Regions from separate parts of the Hordeum vulgare genome. Here all the other regions are linked to region 2. The links are chromatin contacts, called in public Hi-C maps. All regions are on one chromosome and are shown on one strand. Each heading gives the region's core, a stretch centred on a gene start, on an enhancer-like site or on the middle of the called end of the contact. The rest is flanking DNA. Distances are from core to core; before and after follow the strand shown.

The links. A called contact is a pair of places that touch in the nucleus more often than the background predicts.
Region 1: a contact with region 2 is called in a Hi-C map of leaf, with 3 times the contacts expected there. The contact joins the promoter of LOC123439725 here to the promoter of LOC123443352 in region 2. A contact is called at or near these places in 2 of 6 Hi-C or Micro-C datasets (leaf and seedling).
Region 3: a contact with region 2 is called in a Hi-C map of leaf, with 7 times the contacts expected there. The contact joins the promoter of LOC123443353 here to the promoter of LOC123443352 in region 2. A contact is called at or near these places in 2 of 6 Hi-C or Micro-C datasets (leaf and seedling) and 1 of 1 datasets of contacts at active chromatin or transcription factors (embryo).

What each region holds. Positions count from the first base shown.
Region 1 is chr3H:159,196,666-159,199,365 of MorexV3_pseudomolecules_assembly, reverse strand. LOC123439725 (serine/arginine repetitive matrix protein 1-like) reads right to left here and starts at 1,441. Exons shown (of 1, transcript XM_045116410.1): 1 at 1-1,441. The coding sequence starts at 1,333. The coding sequence ends at 560.
Region 2 is chr3H:158,250,599-158,253,298 of MorexV3_pseudomolecules_assembly, reverse strand. LOC123443352 (WRKY transcription factor 6-like) reads right to left here and starts at 1,427. Exons shown (of 6, transcript XM_045119691.1): 1 at 1,008-1,427; 2 at 767-868; 3 at 466-639; 4 at 32-352. The coding sequence starts at 1,307.
Region 3 is chr3H:159,143,045-159,145,799 of MorexV3_pseudomolecules_assembly, reverse strand. It overlaps LOC123443353 (ERI1 exoribonuclease 2-like), which reads left to right and starts at 1,448. Exons shown (of 1, transcript XM_045119692.1): 1 at 1,448-2,755. The coding sequence starts at 1,700. The coding sequence ends at 2,665.

The DNA of each region.
Region 1 (2,700 bases), core at 192-2,691, 950 kb before region 2:
GTGACAAACGAATGGATAGCGTATCCGGGTTCGTCTCGTTTTTCTGATCAACTTTCATGTACAAAACATTTTCATCCGGATTACAGATTATTTTATATGATTTTTCAAAGATTTATCAATATTTTAGATTTATTTATTAATTCAAATTTTAACAAAAATGTTGTTATTACACAGTAGTGGGCTAGCCACAGCCAATGACAGGTGGGGCCAGGGAGCTGAGTTGACCCAGTCAATATTTAACTTGTCAACATGTGGATAGTAGAAGTGGATCCGCATGTCATAAGCTATACCTAAACAAATAAATAAATACTAACCTAAGAAATGGTGTCGACGTGCCATCTGCTAGTAGCTTACCTAAGTACTACTCCTACTAATTAACCTAAGCTAACATGGCCGGCCTCATCTAGACACGAGAGAACCAGCCGATCCCTGTGTGTGCACGCATGGGCATATGGCCACAATGGTCATTTCCATCGGCAACAGTGGTATAGGAGCAGCAACACAGCAGACATCAATAGCAGATGCATAGCAAGGGAGTAGCAGCTAGAAGCAGAAGTAGTTAGCACGAGCATAGCAACAACAGTAGGCAGCAGCGCAGCTGCATGCAGTAGGTAGGGTGGCAGCAGCACAGCAACAGAGCGCGTGCGTGCGGATGGCGCGGAGGAGCAACAGGTATCAAGGAGGCGCTCGCGGACGGCGCGCGGCGGCTAGCAAGCAGAGCAAGCAACAACGAACGGCAGTAGCTAGCGCAGGCGCGTGCCAAGCAGCTGTACCGGCCAACACGGGGGCAGCGGGCGAGCGCCTGAGCGCGACCAGGGAGCAGCGTGGGGGCAGCTGCAGCGGTAGGCCACGGCAAGGCCACACGCGGGCGCGCACGTACATATGGACGGGCTCGGGGACGGTAACTACGGCGGTGACTCGAGGGGGAAAACGGGGGGAACGTGGAGAGGAGCTCACCACAGGAGCACACGGAGGCTCGATGAGGGGCAGGAGAGCAGGGTGGCAACGAATTTGACGGAGGCGTCCGGTGTCCCGAGGTTGAAGAAGACAAGCAGGGCGACGATGCGATGTGGCTCCGGTTGAATGGTTGTGTGCGGGCGATGTAGACGTGGACGGCGCAGCTGCTAGCCACCTCCATAGGTGCGGGGAACGACGATGGCCGCGGGGAAGAGCTTGGCCATGGAGATGGCCGCATCGGGGCATGTGCGTGGAGTGAGCAGCGGCGCGAGGGAGAGGGAGGAGAGGCTAGGGTTCGTCGAGGGGGTCGTGAGGAAGGTCTTGTATGCGTCGGGGAGGGGGCGGATGGCCGCCACGCACCCGAAGGTGTGGCCATGGCCGTGGATGCGTGCCACGATCCCCCTGCCTCCCTGTAGCAGGAGGTTGGGGATGACACCAGTTAGGCTGGGCCACATGCAGTGTAGCAAGTGGGCTAGAGTACAGAGTGAGGATTTTCTTTTATCCTTTTTATTATTTACTTAGGTACTGTTTTGTAGTCAGTTCGTGGACCAAATGCTTTTTGTTGAACATACAATTTGGCACATAAATAAAAGACAATATTTTGCAGCGGCTCACAAAGTTTGGGGAAAATTGGAAATGCATACATATTTAATTATTTTGGAAAGGCTATTTTATTTGTTGATGGACCAGTTTATAATTTCCTACGGGTCACATTCTGGTTCTAATAATGTTGGGTTCAACATGAAATTTCTTTAGTAAATATTTGCAACTGAGTCAACATTTTTATTTTACATTTTGATGAAATAATTTATTTGACTTTATTTTAAATTTGAATTTGGCCTTGATTTTCATCGAGTGGGAACTTGGTTTACTTAACCTTGATGACATGGCATCATTAGCGTGTGATAACTATAGCTTAACTACCGGTGCGTCACAATGATTGCATCTTTTTTGTGTTTTGTTGTCGCCGGTTGAAGCTTTTTATATCGCCGGTTAAAGCTATTTTCTAGTCGGTTGAAGCTTTTTTCATCACCGTTTGCAGCTTCCGCAGTTGCGTGGTGCGTGGCCCTCGATTCCCATCGTCTTTGGTTGAAGCTTTCGACAATGCGGGTTGTAGCAATTTCGATCTCCGGTTGAAGCTTTTTTCGTCGCCGGTTGCAACACCGTCGTCTTTGTCATAGCTTTTCGTCTCCAACACTGGTGGCATCCGATGCGAAGGAGTGGGGGATTTGTTGAGAAGGTGACGTGGGAGGCGACGACCTGTTCGTCGGAGGAGAAACAGGAAAGGGGATTGCCCCCATGCTGATGGGAAGGAAAGGCCGACGACTCCATGACGGCCCGCGGACGAGATCCGACACGGGAGGCTCGTCAAAAACCGCGTGAGCGGCGAAGAGATTGAAGCACTGTCGGGATCCACCGTCGTCGCCGCTCGTCATCGTCGCTCAACGTTGCTCGTCGTCACCGCTCGCCATCACTACTAGTCGCCCCTCGCCATGCTGCTTGCCGGTTGCAACACCGGTGATGGAAAGAGGGGAAAAGCAGGGATGATGGACCAAGGGGAGCTGGTGACACGTGAGGAAGGGTGCAATGCGTGCTACCGCGCGATGGGAAAGAATCCGACGGCCCGCGTGCGTCCGGCGCAACGATTCGACCATCGCATGGGGTAGAAACATTTCCCGATCAGAAATAGCACCAACCACGTAAAAATAAACGTGCCAACTATTGTTCCGAAAAGCATCCAAT
Region 2 (2,700 bases), core at 178-2,677:
AATTATCAACAACAACAAGAAGAAGTCTCACAATCGGGGCTTCTGATCGTGCGCGAACGGAGACACGGGCCTTCCTCATGGTGGCCTCCTGGGCTTGCTGGTCGTGGCCCTTGGCCGCCGCTCCCAGCTGCTGCTGCTGGGTCATCCCGCGTCCGGGCAACCACCCCGCGGTGGACGGGCCGTCTGGGTTGTCGCCACGCTCAGGGTCCTCGTTTCCGTTGGATGACGACCGGCGCGGGCTCCCGACCTCCGTGGACGAGTTGGACGGCTCTTCCGCCACCTCAGCGCTGGCTCCGGACGGGCCCAGACCCAGGAACTGCCTCGGCACGATGGCACTCTCGTTCTTGCCCTCCTAATAAGAACGATAGAAGAGGAATTGATTCATCAGTAAATAAATTTCTTGCCAAGTCAAATTATCAATCCCTAGTTAGGTTAGGAGTAGTAGTAAAGTAGTAAGAATAGTACCTCGTGAGTCGGAGGCTGTTGCGGTTGGGCCGGAGGCATCTGGGTCCTTTGCTGCATGAGCGTGACGAGATGCATCTGCAGCGCATGGTAGCTGTTATTGACCTGGGTCAACATCCCTCGCAGCCGCTGGTTCTCGTCGTTCATGCGGCTCAGCTCGGCCTGCATCGCCGCGAGCTGCAGCAGGACGCGACACGCGTAAGTTAATACCGATCGAGTCAAACATCACCAGCCAGATCCACCATGTTCGCCATCGACAACGCTAATCGACGAGATCGAGATTGTATGGACAGATCCTACGTACCTCGCCGGTGTTCCTGCCGTTACTGTCCTCATCGGCCCGGGACGCCCCGTCGTCGTCGACTACCATGGACCGGTCGCGCCTCGTGTTGTTCCCGGAAAGGAGCTGAACGCGCAACGATCCAAAGGCAAGTATTAGATCGCGGTCCGTAGGAAAACAAGCGGTACCTTATGGCAAGTCTTGCCATTTAGTAAGAAATAAGAATGGGTGAAGAAGCAAAGCAGTGGCGGGCGGGCGGACGTACGTTAATGGTGAGGTCCTCCTTCTTGATGGCGAGTCCGGCGGCGGAGGCCTGATCCTTCTGGTCGTCCGCGTCGGCACCGGCCGAAGCCCGGCTCTTCTTCATGTTCTTCTTCTCGTCGGAGAAGAAGTCAACCTCGATAGACCTCCTGCCCCTGCCGCCGCCACCGCCGTCGTCCGCCTCCATGTTCCTGAGGAACGGCGCCGGCGAAAGCAAGTTCAAGAAGCCAAGCTGCCGCGGCGACGCGTCCAGAGCGAGCAGCCCTCCTCCTCCTCCGCCACCACCGAGGTGGCCCTTGTCCATGCAAATCGAGAGCCTCTTGGAGAAGAGAGAGACGCTAGCCGAGGGGAGGGAACGAGGGGAGGGGGAGAGGGAGGGGGAGAGAGAAACGTGTCGTAGAGACCGAAAGAGGGAGGAGTCTGAAGTCTCTCCCCGGTAGGACGGGGCGCGTTTAAAAAAGGCCGAGCTGGCTGGGAGCCCCCGGGTCTGACATCAGGCGCTGCGTCAGTGCGGGAGCCCACGTGGCGCGGCCGGAGTGGCGGGAGGGACGACGACCCGATCCCGGGCCCACGAGGACCGGATCGCCCTTTCCGGCGAGGCGGAGACGGACGGCAGCTCCATGTTATTTTCGTGCTTGTCTGCGCTTTTCCTCCCGGGTTTGCAACTTTTCTCCACGGATCAGAAGCCGGGCTCGTTAAGAAATCGGGAAATTCATGGGGGCGACGGGGACGTGCCCCGTGCAACGCAAAGCGACTCCTTTTTCCGGTCTGCAATGGCGACTTTCCCTGTCGGTCCAACGATTTTCAACATCGCCTTGTACATACCGCGGGCCGCCGTCGCCGGCTCCTACAAGTAACACGCATATTTTCGCAAAACAGGAAATGTTTAAGAGGAGGAGTAAGTAGTACCAGGCCACAGCTGCTGCCTGCCTGCTGGTAGCACGAGACGGTCTAGCCAAACCCTGCGTGGCTCCAGATCTCACCGTCGATCGATGTCTCGCCATTCCTATGTTCCTGCAGAAAAGAAAAGAAAAGAAAAACTATGCGTATAGGGTCTCTTCTCTTTTGTCCTGCACAAATACGGGGCCTCTTTCTCTTTTGTGTGTTGAGCAATTCTGTTTTGCTATTGAGGAAGAATATTGAGGTCAGCACGTACTGCACGAGGAATAGTAGAGTTTTTCCACGGTCAGAAGGTTCCTCCCATTAGATTACTCGTCCCAACAAAATGGAAAAACGGTACGGAGCAGGTCAGGTCTAGACCTACTACGAGCTGGTGCCGATCCTGAGGCTGCCTGATTCATCGCCACGGGGTCGCGAGTCCACACGCACAGCAGACTCGGATCTCCCCCGTTTTCTTAATCGCCGATCGAGATCTTTATTTATGGCCTGGCTCGCTAATCTTCTTTCTTAATGAGATTTAATATTGAATAATCGTTTCGCTCCAGGTTCGAGGAAGGTTAGCCGGAGGGGAGTCAATGGGCGCAGGGACCCTGTTCCACGAAACCCACTCTCCCGATGGGGCCCAGCCCGCTCCACGTGGAAAAAAACGTCAACGCCCTTGACCTGCCGGGTCCCACTGACAGGGCTTGGCGAGTGGTACTTCACTTCCTTTTCTTCCTTTTTCGGGCGTCTTTTTCGGATAAGAGCGGAACAGTGCTAGCTCGCTGTCTGGTTTGCATCAAAACATGGCCCAAGTA
Region 3 (2,755 bases), core at 199-2,698, 890 kb before region 2:
AGTAGACCGATACTTTCTTCATCTACTACTATTACTCGACATGTCGACCGCTATGCATCATGCATCTAGTGTATTAAGTCCAAAAGAACAGAGTAACGCCTTAAGCAAGATGACATGATGTAGATGGACAATCTCATATCTACGACAAAGCCCATCTTGTTACCCTTGATGGCAACTACACGATGTGTGCCTTGCTGTCCCTATTGTCACTGGGAAAGGTCACCACACGGTAAGAACCCAAAACCAAGCACTTCTCCCATTGCAGAATCATAGATCTAGTTGGCTAAACAAAACCCAAGACTCGGAGAGACTTACAAGGATATCAAATCATGCAAATAAGAAATCAGCAAAGACTCAAATATATATCATAGATAATCTGATCACAAATCCACAATTCATCGGATCTCGACAAACACACCGCCAAAGAGGATTACATCGGATAGATCTCCATGAAGATCATGGAGAACTTTGTATTGAAGATCCAAGATAGAGAACAAGCCATCTAGCTACTAACTACGGACCCGTAGGTCTGAAGTGAACTACTCACGAGTTATTGGAGGGCGATGATGTTGATGAAGAAGCCCTCCAACTCCAAAGTCCCTCCGGCAGGGCACCGGGAAGGGTCTCCAGATGAGATCTCGCGGAAACGGAAGGTTGCGGCGGCGGAAAAGTATTTTCGTGGACGCCCTTAATTTTTCTGGGTTTTTAGGGAATTTATAGGCCAAAGACCTAGGGCAGGGGAGCGCGTGGTAGGCCACAAGCTTGTTTGCCGCGGCCTCCCCCTGGCCGCGGCAACAGGGCTTGTGGGCCCCCTCTGGGCCCACTTGCTTGGCCGTCAAGCCTCCCGATCTTCTTCCGTTCTGGAAAAATTCATTTCGGGGACTTTATTCCGTTTGGACTCCATTCCAAAATCAGATCTGAAAAGAGTCAAAAACATAGAAAAAACAGGAACTGACACTTGACACTGAGTTAATAAGTTAGTCACAAAAAAGATATAAAAGGTAAACAAAACATCCAAAGTTGACAAGATAACAGCGTGAGACCATTAAAAATTATAGATACGTTTGAGACGTATCAAGCCTCACATAAGCAACTGTGGATGCATAGATCGACGATGCATGGTCAGCGAGACACAACTGGCTACCGGGATGGCTCCCACAACAAGCCACCTCGGGACGGGCGACCAGTAGTCGACCTCATCCCACACTTATGGGTATAGTGAAAATAAATGTACCACTAAAAATGTGATGACAGATTCAAACGAGCCTTCTGTTATAATCATCGGTTTTCTTTCCTGTCCATTATAGTTTTTTTTTATATCACAAACTTCGCTTTCGAATATAAGCCTGATAAGAGATTTTTAATAAGGATTATATATATTCACACACTTTGTTTCATATGTAGTTTATTTGAACATTTAGAATGATTTATAATTTAGAACTGATGGAGTAGATTACAAATAGCGTCAACCACGTCAAAAAAAATCTCCCAAAAAAGACCATGTCAAAAAGAAAAACGCGCCAACTGTTTTCCGGAAAGCATCGGATTAGATTAGAAATACCGGCTGGATCGAACTACGGCATCCAGTTGTGCCCTAGTTTTCGATCCCAAATTCCCCGATCTCTGCTGCCCTAGTTTTCGATCCCAAATTTCCCCGATCTCGACTCTCGATCTGTAGTTCGCGCGCACTCCGGCGAACATGGCAGCGATCATGGCGGCGCGCGGGCAGGGTCTGGAGCAAGATTTCGATTTCTTCGTGGTGGTCGACTTTGAGGCGACGTGCGTGAAAGACGCGCGGATCTACCCGCAGGAAATCATTGAGTTCCCCGCCGTGCTCGTCGACGGCGCCAGCGGCCGCATCGAGTCCTCGTTTCGCAGGTACGTTCGTCCTAAACACCACCCTGTACTGACCCAGTTTTGCAGGAAACTCACCGGCATCCGGCAGGAGGATGTCGACGGCGGCGTGGATCTCGGCGAGGCACTCTGGCTGCACGACGCTTGGCTGAAGGCGGCGACGGCGGGGGCAGGGAGCAGCAGGAGGGTCCAATTGGCCGTCGTGACCTGGGGTGACTGGGATTGCCGGACCATGCTCGAGTTCGAGTGCCGCTTCAAGGGCATCGAGAAGCCCTCCTACTTTGATCGCTGGATCAACCTGAGGGTCCCCTTCCAGGCGGCGCTCGGCGGCGGAGGGCGGGTGAACCTGGAGGAGGCGGTCCGGGCGGCGGGGCTGGACTGGGAGGGTCGCCTGCACTGCGGGCTGGACGATGCGCTCAACACGGCGCGGCTGCTTGCTGAGATCATGCGGCGAGGGGTGAAGATGACCATCACCGGATCGCTGGCGCCGCCGGCGCCGATCCAGCAGAAGCAGCAGCCTCGCAGAAGCCCGTGCGGCGGCTCACCTGCACTGGCGCCGCCGCCGATCCAGCAGCAGCCGCCTCGCACAGGCCCTTGCGGTGGCTCGTTTCCGCTGCTGCCGGCGCCTATCCAGCAGAAGCAGCAGCAGCCGCCGCAGACTCCGGCCATGGGAGTCTGGATACGGCAACTGGACGCCGGCCATGGGAGTCTGGATACGGCAACTGGTCGCCTGCACTGCGGGGTGGCAGGACCGATGCAATCTGGATACGGCAACTGGACGCCGGCCATGGGAGTCCTCTGGACCAACTGAAGAATGAGACTGTGATTCAGAAATCAGTGTCGCTCAGCTGCTAGTGTTAATCGTCCCTAGCCATCAGAATTCAGTGTCGTTCTAGCCTAG